2 separate regions of the Sus scrofa genome follow, and region 2 is linked to region 1. The links are chromatin contacts, called in public Hi-C maps. All regions are on one chromosome and are shown on one strand. Each heading gives the region's core, a stretch centred on a gene start, on an enhancer-like site or on the middle of the called end of the contact. The rest is flanking DNA. Distances are from core to core; before and after follow the strand shown.

What was found. A called contact is a pair of places that touch in the nucleus more often than the background predicts.
Region 2: a Hi-C map of liver shows a contact between it and region 1, with 3 times the contacts expected there. The contact joins the promoter of LOC110260072 here to the promoter of RADIL in region 1. A contact is called at or near these places in 3 of 47 Hi-C or Micro-C datasets (heart right ventricle, liver and skeletal muscle).

Annotation. Positions count from the first base shown.
Region 1 is chr3:3,712,517-3,719,282 of Sscrofa11.1, reverse strand. It overlaps RADIL (ras-associating and dilute domain-containing protein), which reads left to right and starts at 3,144. Exons shown (of 16, transcript XM_021086022.1): 1 at 3,144-3,255.
Region 2 is chr3:3,996,950-4,003,531 of Sscrofa11.1, reverse strand. It overlaps LOC110260072 (bcl-2-binding component 3-like), which reads left to right and starts at 4,124. Exons shown (of 7, transcript XM_021087964.1): 1 at 4,124-4,202; 2 at 4,577-4,686; 3 at 5,903-6,005. The coding sequence starts at 4,124.

The DNA of each region.
Region 1 (6,766 bases), core at 1,895-4,394:
CCAGCCCCATCCTTACCCTATTTAGGGAACCAGCTCACCGCTGGGCTCAGGGAGCAAGCAGGGGCACCTGTTGCTTGTTTTCCTTCTCTCCTGCTTGCAGCAGGAGCCCCAGTAAAGCTTTGCCCGAATTCCTCAACTCTGAAGTCCTGGCACCCTCTGTATTATCAGGGCCAGGAGGTGCTAATTGTCCGCTGATAGTTGCTCATCATTCAAGGTGGGAAGAGATATAACAATGCAGAATTTGGGGCTGAGACTACAGGGGAGGGACCAGACCAGAAGCACTGCTATTATGGGTTGTGCTGAGCTCGTCAGGAATGGAATCTGAGCACTAAACCATTTCTTTGCACCTGGCACCACCCCCTTTCTAGGGATGGGGCTGTAACCCTCTCTGAAGGAAAGACTGGGATCTGACGTCCTCCCTGTGCCTGCTGCCACCTTTCCTTCCCTCTAGACCCGCCATCCGGTGGGAACTTCCCTTTGACCTTAACCAGATGCTTTTTCTTTGGGATGGTGGGTCACCCACGGCCCCCCTCCACACTGAGTCTCAGGACTCTGCCGCCCTCTGGTGGCCACAGCGGGGCATATCAACATTTGTTTTTGTCCCATAGTTTTACAGATTTAACCTCACAGATGAAAAAGTTGTTTTGCGACCACCGGCTAGGTGCAGGAATAAAAGATAAATAAGATGTAGTACGTGCCCTTGAGAAGCTTCCAGCTGAGGCAGGGAGTGAGAGGTTGAGACGGGTGGAAATCCATTCATGCTTTTGTGTATTCGTATAACAAATATTTATGGAGCCCCTATTCTGTGCCAAGTAAGCAGTAAAGAAGACAGATGAGGTACCTGCCTTTACAGAACTCAAATCCTAGTGTGTGTTAAATACACAAATACATAGTGATAAAGGCCACACCGGGCACTCCAAATTATGAATTAAATAAGACAGGTTATGAGACGGAGAAGGACCCCTGGGTCAGGAGAATGGTCAGGAGATGATAGCGGGGTTGGGTTTTAATGAGAGGAAGGTGGCAGCCTTCTGAGATGCTGGGGGCCAGAGCTTCAGCTGGCATCCCTTCAAAGCCATGTGCTGACGCTCTCGCCCCCAGCATCTCAGAATGGGACGGTATTTGGAGATGGCGCCTGTAAGGAAGAGATTAAATGAAAATGAGGTCATTACCGTGGACCCTAATCCGGTCTGACTGGTGTCCTTATAAGAGAAGATGAGGACAAACACACACACACAGCAAAGGGTGTGTGAGGACACAGGGAGACGCCGGCCGTCTACACACCAAGATGAGAAGCCTCAGAGGAAATCAGCTCTCCTGGCTCCTTGATCTCGGACTTTCAGCCTCCGGAACTGTGAGAAAATAAATTTCCATTGTTTAGGCCCCCAGTCGGTGTTACCCTGTTAGGGCAGCCTGAGCAGACGCATGCAGTTGGGAAAAGGGGACGGAAGGCAGAGAGAGGGGCCTGAGCAAAGACGGAGAAGGGTGAAACCCGGGAGGAATGGTGTAGCTGGCATCACAACATCTAGAAGAGCAGGGGCCTGCACGTGGTTCTGTAACTGGCCAGAGAGTAAATAGTTTAGGCTTTGGGGCTGTAAAGTCTGTTGCATGAAAGCAGTTTTAGACAATATGTAACCAAATGGGTGGGGTTGTGTTCCAAGAAAACTTTATTTACGAAAACAACAGCTCCACTTTGGCCCCCAGGTGGTAGTTGGCCAACCCCTGCTGAAGGATTTGGGACAGGATCGTGGGAGGAAAACAGGTTGAAATCCAGGCTCTCCTTCCAGCTCCATCTTTGCCTCTTGGGGGGGGGGATGAGGAGTGGGGGGGTGTGGAGAGTCTTGAAAAGGATACCATTTAATCACAGAGTCCCAGGCTCAATTCTTGGCCCTACCTCTAGCAGTTTGACCTCTCTCAGGCTCTGTTTTCCCCTCTGAAAAATGGGTGTAATGACATCTGCCTCACAGGAGCTGATGTGAGCTTTATTTTATTTATTTATTTTTGCTTTTTAGGGCCACACCTGCCGCATATGGAGGTCCCCAGGCTACAGCTGCCAGCCTACGCCACAAGGGGAACTCCCTGACGTGAGCTTTAGATGAGAGGGTCTGATATATTTTATGTGGTCTACAAATGTCTGTTCCCTCCTCCCCACTTTCTCCACTGCACATTCGGGGTCAGCGCCATAAAACTTGGTACCCCAATAGCTGTCAACAAGCAGGTGCATTCCCGAGGTCCGAATTCATATCCGAGGCCACGTGAATCCCCCAGGTCTAGCGCATGAGCAGCGCGGTACAAAGGGAGCTGTGAACAGCCCTTCTCCAAGATGAAACCCCAGCCGGAGGACTGGGGCCAAAGCGAGCTCGAAGGACACGTGCTTCTTTTCAAACAAGTTACCCGAGAAGGGCGGTTGGGCCAGAGCCCTGGAGCTGGCCTGGCCCCGTTTTGCATCCTTTTAAGCACAAGAGTGCCACGATCTGATTTGTCATTTAAGACGCTGGTGGGTGGGGGACAGAATGTAGGGAAACGGAACCTGCCACCCTTGTCCTCTTTCCATGTTTCGAACGTTCATATATCGGAGTCACAGCTCTGTACCGCCCCCTAACGATGAGCGCTTGCCTTACCCAGCTTCCTCTTTTTCCTGGCCTTCAAAGCCAAGGGAATAGGAGGTGGGATAGAAACTGCTTGCCCGAGGCCAGCACTTGGCCCAGGAGCTTGGGGAGCCCCGCCCCTCCTGCACAGGCCCCTCCCTTCCTTGCCTTGGAGGGCAAGTCCACACCCATTAATTGCTTGGCAGGTGGTGCCGTGCTCAGCCCCATCCCCTGGCTCCGCCCCTCCCCTAGGCCACGCCCCTTCCAGGCTCCCTTTCGGTCCATTGGATGGCGGCCGGATCACCCTGGGCCCAGACTGTCTCTTCTCGTCCCGCCTTGTTGCTCAGATGCTCCATTCCCTCGAGGGCTCATCCGAGGTGTCATCTCATTGGGCCTGCAGCACGTCCCTCGGAGGCCCCGCCCTCCAAAGGCCCCGCCCTACCTGTTGGGGGGCGCAGGAGGAGCCCGCGCGCCTCTCGCCGCGGGCCACGCCCTCCCACTGGCCCCGCCCACAGGGGCCCGCCCCAAGAGGGCCCGCCCCGGCCGTTGATCTGCCGGCAGGAGGCGCGCCACGCGCGAGTCCCGAGCCCTGGCTCCGGCTAACGGCGGGTGTGGGAGCCGTGCCGGAACGCGGCGGCGGCGGCGGCGGCGGCGGGCTGTGCTGGAGGTGAGTGCGGGGTGCGCGAGGAGCGGCGGCGGCGGGGGTCGCTCCGTGGCGGCCGGGGTCCCGGGGCGCGGAGGCTGGCCGGGCCGGGAGGCCGCGGGGCGCGCGCTGGGGCAGCTAGCCCCGCACGGGGCATCTTTCTTGCCACCCAGCCCAGGCTTGTTCGGTTGTCATGGAAACAGGCGGCTCTCGGGGCCCGGGCGAGGCCTCGGGGGGCGGAACCCGCAGACCGGCTACATGGGGGTTCCAGGGGGTCAGCTCCGGCCACTACCCGCTTTGGCCCCCGGAGCCTGGGCCCCCCAACGGCGGGGTTCCCCCAGGCCTCAGTTTCTCTGGCGGCCCCCACGGAGGGGGGTCTGCAAGGCGGGCACAGGGCGCAGGAGTCCGTACCCTCTTTCCGGGGTCCGCGTGACATCCCCCCCGCCCACGGCCTGTCTTGGTTTCCCTATTCACACGGCAGCGCTGTTCCCCACTCGCGTGCCAGCTGAAAGCATTGTCTCCCAGCTATTTCTGTACCATTTCCAGCCCCTTGACAAACAGTGCATCCTGGGGGGCCCACGCAGAAAACTCCCTTATTTCCCATTAGAGAGTGGGTACGTGGGACCCAGGCTGCTCTCACACCCAGCCCTGGCAACTCCCAGCACCTGGTCAAGTGTTTGGTTAATCTGAATTGCTGAAAAGAATTTCCCAAGTCCTCCGCCCGCTGGTGATTACAGGTGCCTCTGGTTAGTTACAGGTGTCTCCCATTGGCACAGGCCGCCTGGTCCGCATTCCAGAGAGGAGCCAGTCCTTAATCCCACTGGCAGAAAAAGCCCCCTGTCAAGAGGCTAGCATGGCAGAATTAAGTCTGATTAAATAATATCTGTGTTTAAAAGCACGGCTCTGGCTGGCGCTGTCGAGTGCGCGTTTTGGCCGGTGGGGGTAAGGCCCAGCCTGCGTGACTCTACTCTCGTCCCCTCCTGCCCTGGTGGAAATTCTAATGGATCCCACGTTGCAGTGTTGGAACGGCCGTGTCCCTCCACCCATTAGCTCAGCCCCACACTGACCTCACTCTCTGCCCTGGCTGCTGTGACTCGAGCTTGTTTTCATCAGAAATTGGACTCTTCCTTGCAAACAAGAGGAAAACATTCTCCAGGGGAAGCAGCAGCTTGCAGCCCACCGCCTCCAGCCCGTGTTTCCCCGGTATTTGTGCGAAAGAGGAGAGAACTGAGCAGAAGAGGAAAAGGCAGGTCATGTGTCCAGAAAAACAGATCTGGTTTCGCAGAGCCGGCCCCGCTCAGCAGGCTCCTCTCGCCCTCTGCAAGGACGCATCTGTCCCATTTGGACAAACAGGCTGTACTCTGCTTTCTGTGACGGTGGCGGAAGGGCCTGCCCGAGCCGCTGGCCACTGTCCGTGGTTGCTCTCTGAAAATGGCCACAGAATGACCAGGAGGGGAAGAGAGCTTCCTGATAAAATCGATCCGACAGATCAGGGTCCGTGTTTCCTGGGCCTTGTTGGGGCTTAAGGAGCAGTTACTGGAAGGGAATGAGTCGGTCTCTCCTACAGGCTCTGGCCCCTTTTCCCGACATTGCCCTGGGATCCAGCACAGGAGGCTGCAGGAGAGGAGGGAGGCGACTCCCTTCCACGGCCGCGGGAGGGGACCAAGCAGCGGTGAATGGTCATTCTCTGTTTCTCTCTTCATTAAAGCAGAATCGTCTAAGCTTTCAGACCTTACGGGACCTGTAAGAATCCACCCCTAGGCGCGGAATGGCACGTCACGTCTCCCTTACACCTGCGGGCCTTTTAAACCCCCGTGTGTACTTGGTGACTTTCCTGTGAAGGGGGCTACTGCAGAGACCCAGTTTCTGCCATTTTCAGCTTGTGTGTGAATTCACGTTGGAGCATCGTCTCCAAAGGTGGAGGTTTCTGAGCCAGATGCTGCCTGGCTGCCACAGCCAGATGCTGGGGCGGGGGGGGCTGTGCTGGACGTGAGCCAAGTGTCTGTGGAGGGGTCACATCCACTGGGAATGTGTGGTGGCCAGAGGCACATGCTGGAAGCTTTGGAGGCGAGTCGTGTAACTTTCAGAAGGCTCGGGGGGTTTGAAGCTGCTGATGTGTGCGACCCAAAGCCTTGTCGTGTGAAGGCTGTCCCAGGTGGTGGTGTCGAAAGTTCATTCCGGGCCCTCGACAGGCCCGAGGGCAGCCAGATCCAGCCCTGGGCTCCTCAGCCTCTGACAGGGCGACTCGCGCGCTCAGGGGAGAAACAGCCTTCCGAGGAGGGTCTCCCCACAGCCAGACTCGCCACAGCCGGGGAGCCCCTCGTGTGGTCCTTGTGCTCAGGACACGTGGCTGCTGGAAGCAAGCTGACTCTTCAGAAAGTACAAGGCCCCGCGCAGTGGTGAACGGGGAGCCAGGCCGCGGGCACAGGAAGTGGCCCCCCGCCCCACCACCCTCCGGGCAGAAGGCAGTGCCCTGAGCCCAGTCTTTGGTGGTGAAGCTGTCGGGCACATTCTGAAGGTTCAGGGTCCTCCCGGGAGGCCCGCTGGCTGATACTGGCGGGGGTGGGAGGCTTCAGGGGGGCCACCAAGGCCCGGGTGGCCAGCGGGAAGGAGCCCAGCTCAGTGCCAGTGTCAGAGGCTGGGACACTGCCCTGTGGGTCCTGGTCTCTGGGGGGCTCCCTGGTCACCTCTCCTGCCCTGGGTGGTCCCCGTCATTGTCCCCGGCCCCTCTCAGGGCCCCTGACCATGAGTGGGTCAGAGTGGAAGATAGAACCGCAACTGAAATTAGTGCTGACGGTTGTCACATGGCAGGTGCCCAGTGCTGGTTCCACCAGGACCTGGGCCACTGTCTCCAGAACCTTCTAGAAAGTGGACCTTGCTTCCTTGGTCTCTCTGCCTGGAGGTGGGGTGCAGAGTCGGGAGAAGGGCGGTTTTCAGGCTCCACCCGCTTGGCTGAGAAGCCTTATGTCTTGTGCAGCGGAGACATCTTCCTTTGACTCTGCCCTCCTGCTCCCACAGGGCCTCGGGGCGTCTGAGGAACCCTCGCTTTGGATCTCCCGGCCGTCGGAGCACTGCGGGCCCTAGAATCATGACTCGACGCACCGCGGTGTCCCAGAGCTGGTTTCTGATTCCCCCAGCAAGACTGCCTCTCCGGCCTGGCCAGGGCCCACGTGCCAGGCTGGACATGGTGGGTGGAACGCATGCATTCCGGCCATGCCTCCCCTGCTTCTGGAAGAGCCCTTTTGTGTCCCCTGTGGTCACGTGTCCATTCCAGTGCTGCCATCCCAGGGCAGTGGCTCCTCCTGGGCAGGCCCGGTCAGCAAGGAGCAGCATTTTGGGGTGGTTTGTGTTTTAAATGCCTGGTCACCTCCTTCTCTGTTCTGTGGCTGCTGCTTTGCGGGATTCCTTAGTTCCTTGGCGTGGTTGTGAGGAATTTTCTGTGGCGCGGGCTGTGGCGTGGGAGGGAATGGAGTTTGGGGAGACGGGGCCTTTCGTACTGAGAGTCCTTTCTGACTCTTCTCCGGTGTGGCGGGAC
Region 2 (6,582 bases), core at 2,875-5,374, 280 kb before region 1:
AGAGAGAGGCAAGAAGGAGAGGGAAGCTTTCAAAGCTGTAGCCATGGGAAATGTTTTTATTTTCTGCTTGAAAGAAAATGCCAAAGCAGGATCTTAAAAGAAAAAAGTGGGGGGGAAGGGGTGCAGAGTGAGCGAGGCGTGTGAGAATGGGGGTGGGGAGACATCCTGGGAGCCTGGGGGGGGGGTGTGGGTGGGCAGGAGGGAGGCCTGGGAAGAAGGGTGAGGCCCTGTTGTCCCTCCCTGAAGATGACACCTTGGGCCACAGAGCACCAGTGGGGAGCACGGAGGATGGAGGGCTGGGCAGAAACCTGTCTGGCTTGCTTACTGTCACCCAGCCTGGGTGACCTAGGGCCCCCAGGGACCCTTTGGACCCAGTGTGTCCGCAGCAGGGCACAGACGTGTGGCACACAATGCGTATGCAAGAAGCAGAAAGAACACCCGGAGACTGGGGTGTGTGTGTTGTCGGAAACCAGGAGCCTCAGAGGGTGATGGAGCGTAGGCTCGTCCAGGTGTGTGTGAGCCGAGCGCCGTCCGTCTGTCTGTCCGTCTGGAACTCTGACCGCACGCTCCGCCCTCCCAGCTGGAAAGGCGGGCCAGGCTCCCTAGGACATCGTGACCTCACCCTGCCCCTACCAGGCCCAGGCCACATGGACTCCCATTAACCCCTGACCCCTGTTGCTGCCCCTCCAGACTAGGGCAGGAGAGGGCCCCTGGAGAAGGGGGACAGGGGCCGGAAAGGGGGTGGCACAGGCTGGATTACCTTCTCTGAGCTAGTCTTGGTCAGGGATCCCAGGGGTGCTGGCGGGGCTGCATGAGCCCACTGTTGCTTTTTTCTGCATCTCTGCTTTCTCCTCGGTTAAATGGGCGTGACAGTACCTAGGGCTGCCCGAGCCTGCCCAAACCAAGGGGGGGGGGTGGCGGCGGGGGGTTTGCATCAACAGGAATTTGCAGACTGAAAGAGAGGGAGCTGGCTGTGGGAGGGGGTGGGGCAGGCTGGATGTGCAGGGGCCCGTGGGTCGTCGGGGCAGTGGGAAGGGGCGGAGGTGCCTCTGGGGGCCAGGCTGGCAGTGGAATTTGCTCCAGAACTCTCAGCATGCATGGGCTTGTCAGGCAGGGGTTCAGAGGCCCAAACAAAGCTGGGAACCAGCAGCAGCAGCAGCAGCAGCAGCAGAAGGGGACCTCTGGGCGACCCCCCTGCCTCCCGGGGCGCTGACTCCCCCCACCGAGGTACAGGGCCCCTCCCCCTGCAGGCACACCCCTCCTCCAACACACGTGCTGCCAAGCCCTCCATTAGTCACCCTGGCACTGACATACATAAATCCCATTAGTCACAGCCGCACAAACTCGCTTGCAAACACACCCAGGCGCACCCAGACAAAGACGGCCCTCAAAGAAGCCTTGCTTGTCCCCCGTGTCTCTTCCCCAGTGCCTAGAATAGTGTGGGGACACTCGGGGCTCAGCGAACACGCGCTCCGCTTCCCCCAAAGCAACCCTCTCCCCCAGCAACACCCCCTACAACTGGGCACTGCCAGCCCCCCCCAGGAACCACCGCCACCCCATCCCCTCTGGGTACACAGGTACCGAGATAAACGCCCACGACTGCCCTTGGCCAATCCCTCTTCCGCTGCTCTCGGGAGGGGGGCACTGCTGGCATTGTGGCCCCCTCCCCAGGCCTGTCCTCTGCCGGGTCTAGCAGGAAATCCATTCCCTAAGGTCAGCGAAGCTCCTGGGCAGGCGGCCCCCGTGCTGATTTATTGGCAGTTTATTTGGAGAAACTCTATCGCTCTTGGATTCCGGGCGGGGGAGTGGGGGGGATAAGCTCACGGTGGACTTTAACCTTGGGCTGAAACCGCAGCGCTTTGTTTTCGGAGGCGCTTCCTGGGGCGCCGCGGGGCCGGGCTCGGGGGGAGGCACGGCCGGAATGCGGCTGGGCAGCCTCTCCACTCCCAGGCTGCGTTCCCGCCGCCAAGGGGAGTGCTCAGATTCTCCGCCTGGGTCCCTCTAATTGTGCTTCTAGAAATCCGAGGAAGGAGCCACAGCTCGGCAGAGAGTTTCCGAGCGAGGTTTCCAAACCCTCCGCCTCCGACATCTGCCACGTGCCCGTCCGCAGTCGTGTCACTGGCACGGTGAGGTTCTCGGGAGGCACCCAGGAGGGGTGAATGCCTACCCCTTCCGAGGTTGTCCCCACCCCAAGTCTCGAGCAGGGGCGGTTGCCCGGAGGGGACGGTCCCCATCGCGTGCACCACTCACTCGGCTGATTCAGGGCAGGCGCCAGTGTGAAGGCCTGTTCCCCTACCCCCTGGCAGAGAGACAAACAGTGCTGGGGACATTAAATGTTATTATTGCAAACGCGCCATCTCTGCTCCCCCCCCAACACCTCCGGTCTCGGATAGAAAGAATATCGCCCCAACCAAGCTGCTGCCAGTGCCAGACTGGATGGTTTGCCTATTTGCGCCAAAGTGGGTAGCTGACGAGGCACCGAACCAGGACCAGACAGCGAAAAGCCCAGCATATCCCTGGGCGGAGGAGAAGATGGGCTGGTACCCGATGGGGAACCGGATAAGCCCCTGCCTCCAGGCCAGGTGCCTGCAGACACCCAGCGTGGTCCAGCAGAAAAAGGTCCCCCTCTGCGCCTGGTGCACCACCGAGGGCTCCGAGGGCAGAACGTCACCCCGGAATTACAGCTGGGTCTGCAGAGAGGGGTGGCAGGTGGAGTTCCGAGTTGCCGTTCTGACGCTGACCCTGGCGCTGCCTCTCGATGGCGCAGGCAGAGCCGGAGTTGGGCTCCAGCGGGTGGCCACCACCCATTTCAGCCTCACCTAGCCTTCCTGAGCGCGAGTGCCCGGCCCGGGTGCCCCTACCCCAGGCAGCGATCCGATGAGGCCCAGGCCGCCTCAGTCTGGTGGCCGCGGGTATGGAAGATGGTGGCACTGAGTGGGCAAGGCTTTTCCCTCTGTCTGGTGAACAGGGAAGCTTCTGGCTCGACTCCCTGTGCAGTCGTGGGGCTCCCAGGCCCTGACCAGGAGAGCAGGGCACCTGGCGCCGTCCTGGACCTGGGGTCAACCAGGAGTACCCGCGTGTGAGCAGCACTAAAGAGGGCTCCCCCTCGCCGAGATTTATGGCGGCAGCCAGCCCCCTGAGCACGGAGTGTCTCTCTCTGTCCCTTCAGAGCCAAACAGTGGAGTGGAAGACCCGACCCGGCCGGGGGGAAGAGGCCGGGGCCGGAGGCGGGGCCGAGAGCTGCCGCGATCTGCCAGGGGCGGCGGGGCGCTTGGGTCTGGGCAGAGCCTCGCGCCCTGTCCCTGCGGCTTTCTGGCGCCGCGTCCTTCGTCTTCCTGGCGAGTGGGGACCAATCTCAGCTGGACTGGCCGGACCTCGGCTCAGCGCCCAGTCGTGGCTGGGCCAGTCCGATCAAGCGGGATGGTGAGCCTGGCTTTCCCAGGCGGAGCCTCTCCGGGTTTTAGAGGCACCCGGACCAGGAGCTCCCTGGTTGCCGGACCTGGAACCTGGAAACTTGCGCGTGCAAGACCGGGGCGCTCGGCTTCCCGAGCTGGCACCCGGGGCTCCCTCCGCCGAGGGGCTGGCGGCGTGTGGGGACTCCCGTCTCCACGGGCAAAGGAGGTTTGGGTGGAGGTGGTTCGGGTGTCCTAGGCTAGGAAACGATGCTGGTTTCTTTTCTGAGGAGGGGGCGGGGGGGGGGGAGAACGGGTCCGATCGGCCAGCGCCACCAGGGTTCCCTGAGTCGGGCAGGATTGACCGAGGCGCGGGGGACTGCCGCCGCGCCAGAAAGGCGCAGCCCGGGAAAGCGGAGTCCAAGGTTGGCCTGTCCTTTGGTTGGAAAACAAAAGGGAAGAATTTGGTCAGTCAGGCCGCGTCCACGGAGCTGGAGGCCTAGGAACGAACATACAAAAAGCCTGGACCCTGGCGGCCCAGGATGGCCCAGGACCGCAGCGCTGGCTTGGGAGGCTTCTCCGGAACTGAGGTTTGGGTTGCAAGGAGGTTCCCCGCCCTTCAGCCGATTTTCCGCCCGCCAGTACAAAACACACACAGATACACACTGCGTCAACAGTCTTTTTGGCCAAGGATCCTGCCGAGTAAACACAAGGACGGGGGGAGGGGGAAGATGGCGGCGGGGCCGGGAAGACTGCGGGCCGCCGGCGGGGAGCGGCCCCGCGCCCGGCGCCCCGGCCCGCGGCTCCCGAGTGCGCGGCCACCAGGGCGGGGAGGGTGTTTCCCCAGACACCGAAGCCCGGCTAGGAGTGCCCATACGAGCGGTGGCGTCGTGGAAGGAGCCTGGGCTGCGCCCATCCCTCGGCCTGGGATCCGTCCCCCGCCCCAAGATGGCTCCCGGCCGCTGTTTACCCGGGGACCGCGGGCACCGGGACGCGCGCCGCCCGGGAGGGGGGCAACGAGCTGGGCGCCGGCAGGGCGGCTCCGCGGCGTGGCCGGCTCGCGCCCGTACACCCGCGGCAGCTCGGAGCACCGGGCGGGGCGGGGGGGCAGTGTCCGTCCTGCGAGCCCCGCTCGGCAGGCAGCCGGGAACCTGGAGCCACCACCGCCATCTCCGCGTTCCCAGGCCCGGCGCCCCGGCCGGGCTCTGGCAGGAGGGCCGCGCAGCGGCTCGCGCGGATGCAGGTGTGCGCGGGGAGGGCGGCACCAGGGGGCCGCGGCCCACAAAGGCCCGGGGTACGGGCTGGGGAGGGGGCTTCGCCTGCCCCAACCTCTGCCCTAATGAAATGCAGGCTCGGTTTGCCACGCAGACTAGGCGCACCCTTGGAAATGCAAACGCCATTTCATTGGCAAATGCAGGGCAAACAGGCAGAATTTTTATTAGCAACTAAATGATTTATGGCACACAAACCCCGCCGCCACAATTACGGCGTCTTCGTGCATCCAGGGGTGACAACATTAAACATTTATAAAAATAGGCTTTTGTTTTTTTCCACCCGACAAGCCCTTTGTATTCCCCACCCCAACTCTCTCAACACACCTATTTTTTTCCTTGAGCTATATTAAACAAAAACATTCCAGATCCCGGGGCGGGGAAAACAGAGTGGGAGATCAGGGTCTGGGGGCTGAATATTGAGCGATGGGGGTTCGGGCGTGGGAGGGTTTACTAGGAACCTACAAAGACCTCTGGCTAAGACTCAAGGACGCTCGGCGCTCACCCGCGCTGCGCCCCCGCGCTCGGCCCCTTCCCCTGCCTAGGCTTTCAGCAGCCTCGAGCAGCTCAACTGCATTTACTTTATTTTTGCAGTCACTCCCCCCTCCCCCAAGGCACACAGACACAATACCTCCTTTCTCTAACCCCCCTCTCCTCTCGGTCTTTGCTCCCGGCCGTCCCGGGGCTGCACCGGGAGCTTCCCGCCGCCCCGGCAGCCACTGAGACCGGCGCGCCCCGCTCCGCCGCGCGTTCCCCTCGGCTCCGGCTATTTTCGTTCCTTTCTTGCCTTCACACTCCTCCCTCCCCCCCCCGCGGAGCTCCAGCTTCCAAAAGAGGGCAGCCTAGAAACCAGCGCGGGAGGCTCCAGAAAGGGCAACTTGAAACTGCCCTCAAGAGGCTGAACTTTTTTCCTCAAATTTATACTGGAATTAAATTAGACACCCCCAGTTCGCTCTCCAAGCCTACCCCCCCTTCTTTTTCTAAAAGTGGAGGAAAGAAAATAGAAAAAATTGGCGCTTAACTAGCTCATTTTTCCCTCCCTCCCAGAAAAGTTGCCTTAAAAATGGATTGGAGGAAAAAAGAAAAAAAATAGAACAAGCGATGCCAAAACGCTGAGTCCGCAGCGCGGGGCGAAAGAGCGGGCTTCTCTTGTTTTAATTAAAATCTAATCACCGCGGTTGCTCTCCGAGGCAGGATCGGCAAGGATTTCTGCCCCTCCAGGCTTCCCTCTGAGGGTAGGTAATGCCTAGCCGGGCACCGGTCCCTGTGGGGCTGCGGAGAGAGGGTGCGGGCCCCCAGGACTGCCCCTCCGACCGCGTCCGCACTCTGCGCCCGCGGCCAAGTAGGTTGCCGCGGGCAGCTCCCGGCGACTCAGCCCAGAAAGGATTTTGCTGAAAGTGCAAAATAAAAGTACAAAGTCTGGGGGATTGGGACTCCCCTCCCCCTCCGGCCGCCGCGGCCAGCCAAGCACTTTTTGGGCTTGGCTGCTGCTTCCTCTGAGCTCAACAGATTTTTTTTTTTTTTTTCCCGGTCTCGCCCTCCCTGGAGGGGGCGCGGCGGATGGAAGGCGAGAGAGCCCCCAGCCAAGAGGTTTTTAATATTACACTTTAATAGGTTTCAGAAGGCCCCGTGGAGAAATGCTAATAGGCTGAAATGTCAGAATCGAGAGGGAGTCAGTTCGCGCTCAGCCGATCTAATCCTTTTTTCTGCTCTGATTTTTTTTTTTTTTGCGGGGGGTGGAGAGAAAGGGAGGGGAGCGCCCACGCAAAGAGAGCCTTTGGGGAGGGGCGCGGTGAAAGCTCCGCAGCCGGGCCGAGAAAGGGGCGCGCCCTGGCCCGCGTTTCTATAGGAACCCCTTTTAGAAGATTAGAGACTCACCCGCTGCCCGCCGCCGTGGCCTTTCCAAAATATTAATCAGT